Linked DNA regions of Mus musculus: region 2 is linked to region 1. Evidence: chromatin contacts called from public Hi-C data. All regions are on one chromosome and are shown on one strand. The core of a region is the stretch at or near the end of the contact, and the rest is flanking DNA. Distances in the headings are between cores, read along the strand shown. Region 1 has its middle 32 kb from the start of Dck. Region 2 overlaps Slc4a4 (solute carrier family 4 (anion exchanger), member 4).

Region 1 (4,574 bases), core at 792-3,291:
GCACACATGTGTATGTATTCAGAAGTATCTGAAATACCAAAATAGAACAAGTGGGATACATGTATAAAATTCAATCACATACATACAGCCTTTCAAGGGTAAGACAAACCCACATAGTTTGAAATGATCTCTTAGAGTAATGTGCAGTTACATGGAGAAACAGTGAGCTGCGAATACTGTCATTGGTTATGCTTTGTGTTTGTGGGGGAAGGCTTATACTCATGAATCTTTTGGGTAGGCAACAATGACCAGGAAATTAAGAAGAGATAGTTGATGTTATAGTATGTCCATTTATGGATTTTCTGTTTTATGAAATATGCATATAGTTTCTATTCAATAGTATAGAAAATAGCATTTTGATACGTTAAAAGTAATCACTGTTTGTTGAAATGCCTTTACTGAGCCCCAAACTATGGAAATTGAGGAAATGTGTTTCTTATATTGTTGGATGAGAACATTAAAATCTAGGTGCCAGTCATGTCATTCTACCAAAATTTAACAACATAAACCAGTTACTTTGGAATTTCTATTCGCTCTTTGAGAATTCTATACATGCCTACAAGGTATCTTGCTCATATCCATTCCCACCCATTTCTTCTCTTAGTCCCTTTTCCCCATGAGCTACCTATTTACAGACTGCCTGAAACTTACTCAGCAACCGAGGCAGCAAAAGAAAGCTGTTCATAGCGTAGACAGATCTGTTTATTAAAGATTTCTCAGAACTTTGGCTCTCAGCCTCTTACCCCATACTACACCAAAGCTCAGAGGCCACTCTGTAGCCTGGTCTCTATGGTCCCTTTTTCAGTCGTTCTGACTTGAGTGGGATTTTTTTTCTCTGTTTATGAAAGTATTCGGTAATTGTTTTACATTCTACTCAGAACTTTGGTTGCTTTTTAGTACAACTGGGAAGCCCAAATATCTTCCTCATCATATTGCTAGAAATCAAACTTGTAAGACGGTATCCCTCTTCCATGTTAATCTTAAAAAACAGTCTTTGGCCAGGCAGTGGTGGCATACACCTTTAATCCCAGCACTCAGGAGGCAGAGGCAGGCTGATTTCTGAGTTCAAGGCCAGCCTGGTCTACAAAGTGAGTTCCAGGACAGCCAGGGGTACACAGAGAAACCCTGTCTCGGGGGCCGGGGGGGGCAGGGGGGGATCCAGTCTTTCTCTATGTGGGCTCAGAGTAGTATTATAGTTCCCTTTGCATTGGCGATTGGTCATACAACTTACTTTGCCCAATAAAATGAAAAGAAAAAGATCTATGTCACTTTTGGAACAAAACAAGACTCAAGTGGTAAAGGCAGCTGACCAGGGTTCGATTCTCAGGGTCCATGAGGTAGAAGGAAAGAAGTAACTCCAAGTTGTCCTCTGACCTCGGTTCACATGCCGGGGTACTCACCTGTCCCACCCAACTCCAAAATATATGTGTAAATGTAATTTTTAGATGTTCAATAAAAAAAAAGTGTGGTGATCCTAACACCACCAAGTTACAGTGACAAAACTCAGCATCGTGGCTTTTCTGGTAGCTCACTGTTCCCAGGAAGGTGCCCTTGGGTACCTGTATGGTACTAAAATTATTCTGCTGAGTTATTGTTTGTGTGTGTGTGTGTGTGTGTGTGTGTGTAAAATCTGTTTTATATTCATAGTGCTTGGTTTCATTTGGTTTGTTTTTTGTTTCGTTTTATTTTGGGTTTTGGGTGGTTTTTTTTTTTTTTGAGACAGGGTCTCACTATGTGGCCCAAGATGACATCAAACTCTGGATCCCTGTTCCTCTGCCTCCAAGTACTGGATTTTGAGCATGCACGTACCACCAATCTCAGCTTAAATTCACAATCGTTATATAAATTATAACTCCACTGTTAAAAAGCTAGCCTAGGATTTCTTTTTATCCAGCCGCAACCTACTTGGGCCTACATTATCCACATTCCTCTCCTTCTCTCCCCCACAAGCTCAGAAAATTCCAGCGCCAGACAACACAAACGCAAAGTCACAAGGAAAGCAGAAACACAAATATTTTTAACTAGTGGGAAGATCAAAGAAAAGTCAATAATGAACTGTGGCTTCATCAAACATTTACAGAGAGCACTAAGACACCGAACAAAAGAACCAGTGGCCGAAATGTATATTAGGAAGCATTGTATTTGATTTAGAGCAATTTCTTCTCAAATTTGCAATTGGCCTTTAAGTCATTTAAGTGTAACATTATGTTAAGAAATTACAATGAAAGTTTGGTTCATTGTGGTCTCAGGGAACTGAAATCTGCTTGGAACACATGTCTGAAGTTAGGAAGACATATTCTTTCCTTTTTGTGACCTCTATGTGTTAAAGCAGCTGCCAAGCAGGCTGACAACACCCAGAAAATGCATTTATGTTCCTTTGCACACCAAATGTGCTTGTTGCTGTCAGAAACAGACATTCCTCATCCACATCGCAACCCGGATCGCTCTCCTCTCAACAGAAGTGGACCGCAGGGAGGGTAAAGAGCAAAGGAAAGTCAGGCCAACAGTGGCCTAAGTCAACGACCTCTGGGGAAAGCCCTTTAGATCCTCCTGCCAGAAGCTGCAGTCCAAGGACTGCGGGAAAGCCAGGTTACTGGTAGACAAGCTGCTTCCGAGAGGGCCAGTGGCAGAGCAGAAGGACCTGCCTCAAATCCAAGATCATCCTGCAGTGGACTGCGTGGACAGTCTGCTGAATGAGTTCGCAGCGATACGAAACCATCAATAAATCAGACACCAAAGGGGGGGGGGGAGAACTTGATAGTATTAATAGCAATTATTCCCAAGTTTGTTAACAGCTTTCTTGAAGGAAAAATGACAAAGAAAATGTAGAAATTATCCCAGCCCTTCTGAGGTGTATCTCTCTGGAGTCGTTTCTGTCATGAAAGACTCTTAGAAATCTTTAAACCTTTTTCCGTCTCACTGTGGGGAGGCGCGAGTCCTCTAGAGGGAGGCAGCTGTGAGATTGGAGCAAAGCAAAGCACTTGTATCTAGGGTATCTCATTTTAAAAAAAACAATGCCTTTCACTGGCTATAAATCAGGCGACAATGCCTATCTTAGAAGTTTATTAGAGAGAATACAGATGTTTTTCACCCTGTAACCATTTACGTAGATAAAGTTGTGAGAGAGGCAGTGTTTCCAGGTGGGAAGAAAAAGGCTTTCCATTCCGAGATTCTGGCTCAAACAAATCAAAGCAGTGTCACTTCACCAAGTGAAGTCCTTTGAACCTCAGTGGCCCTATTTAGACTGTTACCAGGATTAAATATTAACATCTGTGAAGGCCGACTCACTTCACAGATACTCAGTAGATGACAATTACCTTCAGAGTCTTCTACTTTCTCATTATTCCCCTTTCATTTATGGAGTTAACAAAAACTGATTACCCGTTATTGACTTATGGTAAAATGGTAACAAAAACCTATAAGCCCCATCTTCATGGAGTTTGCATCAGTAGAGAACACACACATAGGAGAAAAAAAAAAAAAAAACAGAAACAACAATAATGAAAATAGGCCAGCACAGCACAATTTTATAATGTGTGGCAAGAAGGAGCGTATTTGGTGCTGTGGTTAACACAGAAGAGAGACACTTCATTCAGCCTTAGGCCAGAGTTTCGTGGAGAAAACTACAGCTGAAAACTGAGGGAGGAGTTGGAGTCTGCTAATGAAGCGCAGGAGGTCAGGAAATATTTTCAAAGGCCCAGAACTGGGGGAAATTGGGTTTGTCCCTTGTTCTGGGATACAGCAAATTCTCCTTTACATCTTTCTGGGTTTGCCCCAGATCATAAGTATCATGGTGCATAGCCTTCCCACTGACCATAGCCACAGAAAAGACACTCTCTCCAGCCCAACTCCCACCTCAATCAAGTATAAATCGCATCCATCATCCACCGGTCGCAAAGCCAAACTCCTGGTTTTGTGGTCCGATAATTCATAATGTGCACTCTTATTCCCATCCAGGGATGATGCTCTGACAATGGCAGTGGACTCGGTGGTGGATAAACACCATTCATATCTACCACGATCTTACAGACCAATTAAGCAGCAGCAACGTGTAGTTACATGTTACATGAATTAACAAATGTAACTAAAGACCAAATAAGCAAAGATCATGATGAAAATAAATATAAGAACTCAGCTCTAGCTTGAGAGTGGTATTTTCACACTGGGTAGTGAGGCATGTGTACATAGCAGTATCAACAGTTGCATCAATAAGTTCATTTTCTGTCAAGCCAATATTTGGAGACTTACTATTATATTATCACACACCAGGTATGTATCCAGACAAAAGAGATCACCTATTTTTGTTAGCTGAGAAAGAAGGATTTAAGAACTGGATGACAAAATATATAAAGACGCCTTAAGTAACAAACCACTCTATAAACAGTCCCTGTACTCTCTTTACAAGAAAGTTACACCTGAAATTTTATCTTTGCTTTGACATTATTCTGAATGCTTATTCCTTTATGTATCATTGAGTTTCTAATAACAAATGTAAGTAAGTAAGTAATACTTTGCACCTAATGGTTTTACTATACTTAAGACTAAGCTAACAAAATGAGCCTTTCTCAAGCCCT
Region 2 (4,574 bases), core at 1,284-3,783, 240 kb before region 1:
CTCCATAGTATATATATATGGTATCAGATCAGGACTACCTAGAAATAGACCATAGAGTGGACACCTGTGTTGCCTTTCTAAGAATATTCTTGCTTGCTAAGAATCTTGAACAACAGAATTTAAGCCCAAGATAAATGGTAAGGGTCATATAGAACCTGTAGTGTGTAATGTTTCAGACAGCTTCATTCATTTCCCCTCAACTTTCTTCCCTCAGGCCCAGGATGTGCCAGAGACCTGGGATGGGGGAGGCTCCAAGGAGACTACTTGGGAGACTTTAGTCCACACACCTAGAAACAGGGATACAGAACCTGAAGTGTCTGCCCCTGTAGCTAGGCAGGACCCCCAGTAGAGAGATAAAGACAAAAACCCACCTACAAAACTTAACAACCCCAAACAATTCAGGCACAAAGAGGGAGCAGAGACTGAGCAAATGGCCAACCAATGACTGGCCCAATCTGAGACCCATCCCATGGAAAAACCCCTCGTCTTTCTTAGATGAGTTCCCATTTATCAGTCTCTGTATATCTGTATTGCCAACCGTATAGCCTGAATGAGAACTAATCATTACAGCCACACATACACACTATAAGTAAATAATAAATATTTTTAGCTTATATGTTGAAGTCTTATGGGTTTGGGGTAGTTTTTGTTGGGTTGGGTTTTGAGATATTCTTACTCAGTAGTCCAGCCTAGCCTTGAACTCGTGGCAATCCTTCTGCTTCAATTCTCCATGTGCTGGGATTATAGATAGAGCCACCATATCCAGCTTTGTATGTTGAAATTCTAGTACCCAGGGCAAGACCTTTTGCAACTTAGAAGTACCATCGAGAGCACATTGGCCCCACCACACCGAATGTGCAAAGCCCTTAGTCTTGGACTTTATATACTCCAGAACAAGGAGAAGCAAGTTTCTACTGTGTGTAAGAGATATGGTTTATGGTATTCTGTCAGAGCAGCCTGGATAAGCTAAGACAATCCTCAATTAGCTAAGCAATATATGCTTAAGAAACTTTTCAAAAAGGGGCATAATTCACTGAATCTCTTTCTGGCCTTTCCTTTAACCCTCTCTGCAACATATATTGCTGGTAACTAACTGACTTAATGCAGGAATCAGGATAAGTTCTTCAAGATCAATAAGAAATCATAACTTCCAACTGGGCTGGACTTTCAGAAGAGCGCTGTTCACCCTGATGGATCCCACCTACCCTGCAGGTCAAGATCACCATAAGGAAAGGAAGTGGAGTTTCACAGATAGCCCACTGTTTATTCCTATTCCTAGCTCATGCCTAACTTTAACATCCATTGCACTTCAACTTCCATTAATATTGAATGCTCTGATGAAGGTATAACATAGCTAACAGCACATGGGGACTCGGATATAATGCCTATCAAATGAGTCTACCACTCTACTTGTTCCAAGGATGGTTATACCAATATGCCCGTTTAAATTTCCTGTAGATAGTTTTCATCCCAGAGTCAGTACATGCTCTGTCTGCATGCCTCACACGTCAAGGACAAACTTGAAAAACAAAGCACCAACACTCCTCAATTCAAATCAACATCCATTAAAAAGAAGGCTAAGGCAGAAAGAACAAAGTTCAGACTATCCAAGCGCCAGACATTCTACAAAGGTGCTTTCGACCCATGTAATTATGTTTTTTTTTTTAAAAAACAGACACTTTCACTGTGGCATGAACTGAAAGCCAGCACCGACCCTTCACAATAACTATGAATAGCTCCACGGTTGCAATGGATTTCTGGCATTTTTTTTTCCTCTTGTTTCAGTACGTGACATGCTACAAGAAAATTAATCTTAAAAAGCTGACTTTTTAAAGGCTTGTGATTACAAAATAGTTGTACCCTTGGAGGGGCGGTTTATTGGGTGAATTTTATTTATTCCAAGGTCTTAGAAGAATAATGATAAAGTACTCTGCAGTTTAATACACTTTGAGTGGCTGCCAACCAAAGAGCACTTCGCTCACTTGTTGAAGAAACAGAAGGCCCACTGGGAATCACTGAATTTTGCAACTTTCCAATCATATGATTAAATATAATTAAGTAAAGGCAAGACCTCTAACTTTAAAACCTGCCAGCTCCATAGCGGAAAATCCTCATGACCTTTGTACTAGAATACAATCCAACTGTGTAAAACTACTGATGTAATAATAATTAATTTCTTGCTAATTAAAAAAATAGTTCATGATACATAAAAGAAGTCAATGCTAGTATGTACCTATATAGATAAATGCTATTTTAAGGAGAATTCATAAATTTCTAGATGAACTGCGATAAGTGTTGCATATAATTACCTAGATATAATGATGTCTAATTACAAGGGTGATCAGATTCCCTAAATAATCTACTTATAGGGAAAAAAGATAAATTTGGTCCAACAGGGAATTTTTCAGAGTAATCCACTAGAGAAAGCCAAAGATCTGTAGACTACAGAGACGGCAAACTCAGAGTGTAAAGGGCAAGCCGTTGTTCTGTGGCCCTGACCTGAAAACTGGTTTCCCAGAGGTGATCTGGGTCAGCATGCCCAACAGAAATACAAATAAACATTAGTTTGCGTCGTGTTCCTGGACATGACACACCGATGCCCTTTTCCTTTGTTGGCTAATGTTTCTGAGAACTTGTGACGGCTTGGTTTTCAGCAGGTTTGGCAGCACAGGTTGGATTACATAGTGTTGATGATCTTTTACATATATCCAGGCAATAGTGATGATGTTCAGCTCCGGACACTAAAAACCCACGAAGGGGAAACTGAGAGTAAGGAGATCATTTTGAAAGAGCTAATATCCTAACTCACCTGAAGAAGTAGAAGAAAGAAAACTCCATCCCTTCCTTATGATTTTGGGCCATCATCAAAGCAAGACTAAGGGCGACTCCTTAATCTCTGTGTGTTGGACACCTGAGAATTGATTCTAATAGGTTCCTGTTTTGCTTTGGTTTCAGTTTGATTTTGTGTTATTTCATTTTGGGACACAATCTCATATTCCAGCCTGGCATCAAACTCACTATGTAGCCATGAACTTCTGATACTCCTGACTCTATCTCTCAAGTACTGGGATTATAGTCACTCACGGGCCACCCAGCTCAGTTTACTTTAATGGATATTTAATGAAGAATATAGGCGTCTTCACCCATTGTAACTGATTCCATTTCATGACTGCAGTCTTCCTCAATGTTGTTTTTTGCTAACAATGACAGATTCTGAAAGTACCCTTTAAAAAGACTAGCACTGTCTCTCCATCAGTCAGACACCCTCATCCAACATGAAAAGTCTACCCTGCACAGTCGTCAGCTCGTGCACTATTTTGGAAAAACAAAAAACAAACACAGAAAAATTCAAAGTTCTACCTTACCTTATAGGAACAAAAAAACAGAAAAAAAATATGCAGAAGAAGCGAACAAAGTTGACCACCACTTTAAATCCCACTTAAGTAAGGCTTCTCTTGCTGATAATATGTTATTCCTGCTATCTGAGAACCAAAGGGACCATCTCCTCTATTACTGAAAGCATTTTCATTGTTTGAGTAGAAACAAACAAAAATTCTCAAAGTGGGACTCAAACCACAGTAATGCCAAAGCTGGTTGTAGAATATTCTTAGTTAAATAAAAGCATCAGTCAACTGAAAAGTACAAGACCTTAAAGGGGAAAAAAGAATGGCATTGGGTCTAGGCCCACACTAGAAACCACATCTAATTTGACAAGTCTAGAGTGTTTGTTCTCTTTAGAATAAAACTGTCTACCAGCACCAGTGCTTCAGGGAATGCATGTCCCTCAGTGGTAAGGCTTTTGTTTAGCATGTGTGAGACCCGGGTTCCCAGCACCCTGTTACACACAGCCCAAACATGTCTATCCACTGGGATTTTCAGAGGAGAGAAAATAAATTCAAATATGTTTGCTAGGTGGAGAAAAAGGGAAATTCATGCCATACCACCACATATGAGATAAATCTCTGTCATGAACTTCATTTTATTCATCTGGGAGGTTTGAGACCTTTTAATAGGGGGTTGGTAATTTCATCATGACTGGAAAAATCCACATCACAGATAGAAGTCAAATGTCACTACACAGAAGATTCAGTGTATGTCACAAGTACAGATCACTGGAGATCTAAATATCCCCAGAAGCATAGACACTGTCAAACCTTTCCACAGAAATAAGGGACAGCACACTGAGAAACAAGGTTTCGTTTCTCTGCGCATTCACTGTCTCACCCCTGTTCCTTGAGTATGGCTGTGCAGCACATAGTTCTAAGCATAAGAAATGGGCTGCTGAACAAGGTAAGTGTAAACCCTGCCCACACAGAGATTTAGTTCTATTAGGAAGCAGGATAGCAAGGTAGATAATATGCTAGATAGTGAGAAGTGCAAAGGTCAAAATAGAATAGAGGATCTGGGATAAGAGGTAAAGGCGGATGTTTCAACTCAAAAGTCTGGTGATAGACGAGCAAGTCATGTAGGTAAGTTGGGGGGTGTCTGTGGCACAAGGGAGTGGCAAGTACAGAGTCCCTTAAAGACTAGAACAGCTATACACTGGAGCTCTAGCAGGATGGACTAGAGAAAGA

What was found. Hi-C and Micro-C count contacts between places; a contact is called where the count stands out from the background.
Region 2: a Hi-C map of liver shows a contact between it and region 1, with 4 times the contacts expected there. The contact joins two enhancer-like sites. A contact is called at or near these places in 4 of 484 Hi-C or Micro-C datasets (all in liver), 2 of 115 datasets of contacts at active chromatin or transcription factors (hepatocytes and liver) and 1 of 9 other capture datasets (embryonic stem cells).

The regions. Positions count from the first base shown.
Region 1 is chr5:88,794,773-88,799,346 of GRCm38.p6, reverse strand. It overlaps a transcript of Slc4a4 not described here. Among named protein-coding and RNA genes, the nearest start is that of Dck, 32 kb to the right of the region's middle. Within about 2 kb of position 2,041, at least 8 of the 459 cell types and tissues checked have an H3K27ac peak or open chromatin away from gene starts, as enhancers often do. A contact at or near this core is called in hepatocytes and liver, where this site is marked.
Region 2 is chr5:89,030,865-89,035,438 of GRCm38.p6, reverse strand. All of the region lies in intron 4 of Slc4a4 (solute carrier family 4 (anion exchanger), member 4), which reads right to left. Among named protein-coding and RNA genes, the nearest start is that of Slc4a4, 150 kb to the right of the region's middle. Within about 2 kb of position 2,533, at least 11 of the 459 cell types and tissues checked have an H3K27ac peak or open chromatin away from gene starts, as enhancers often do. A contact at or near this core is called in hepatocytes and liver, where this site is marked.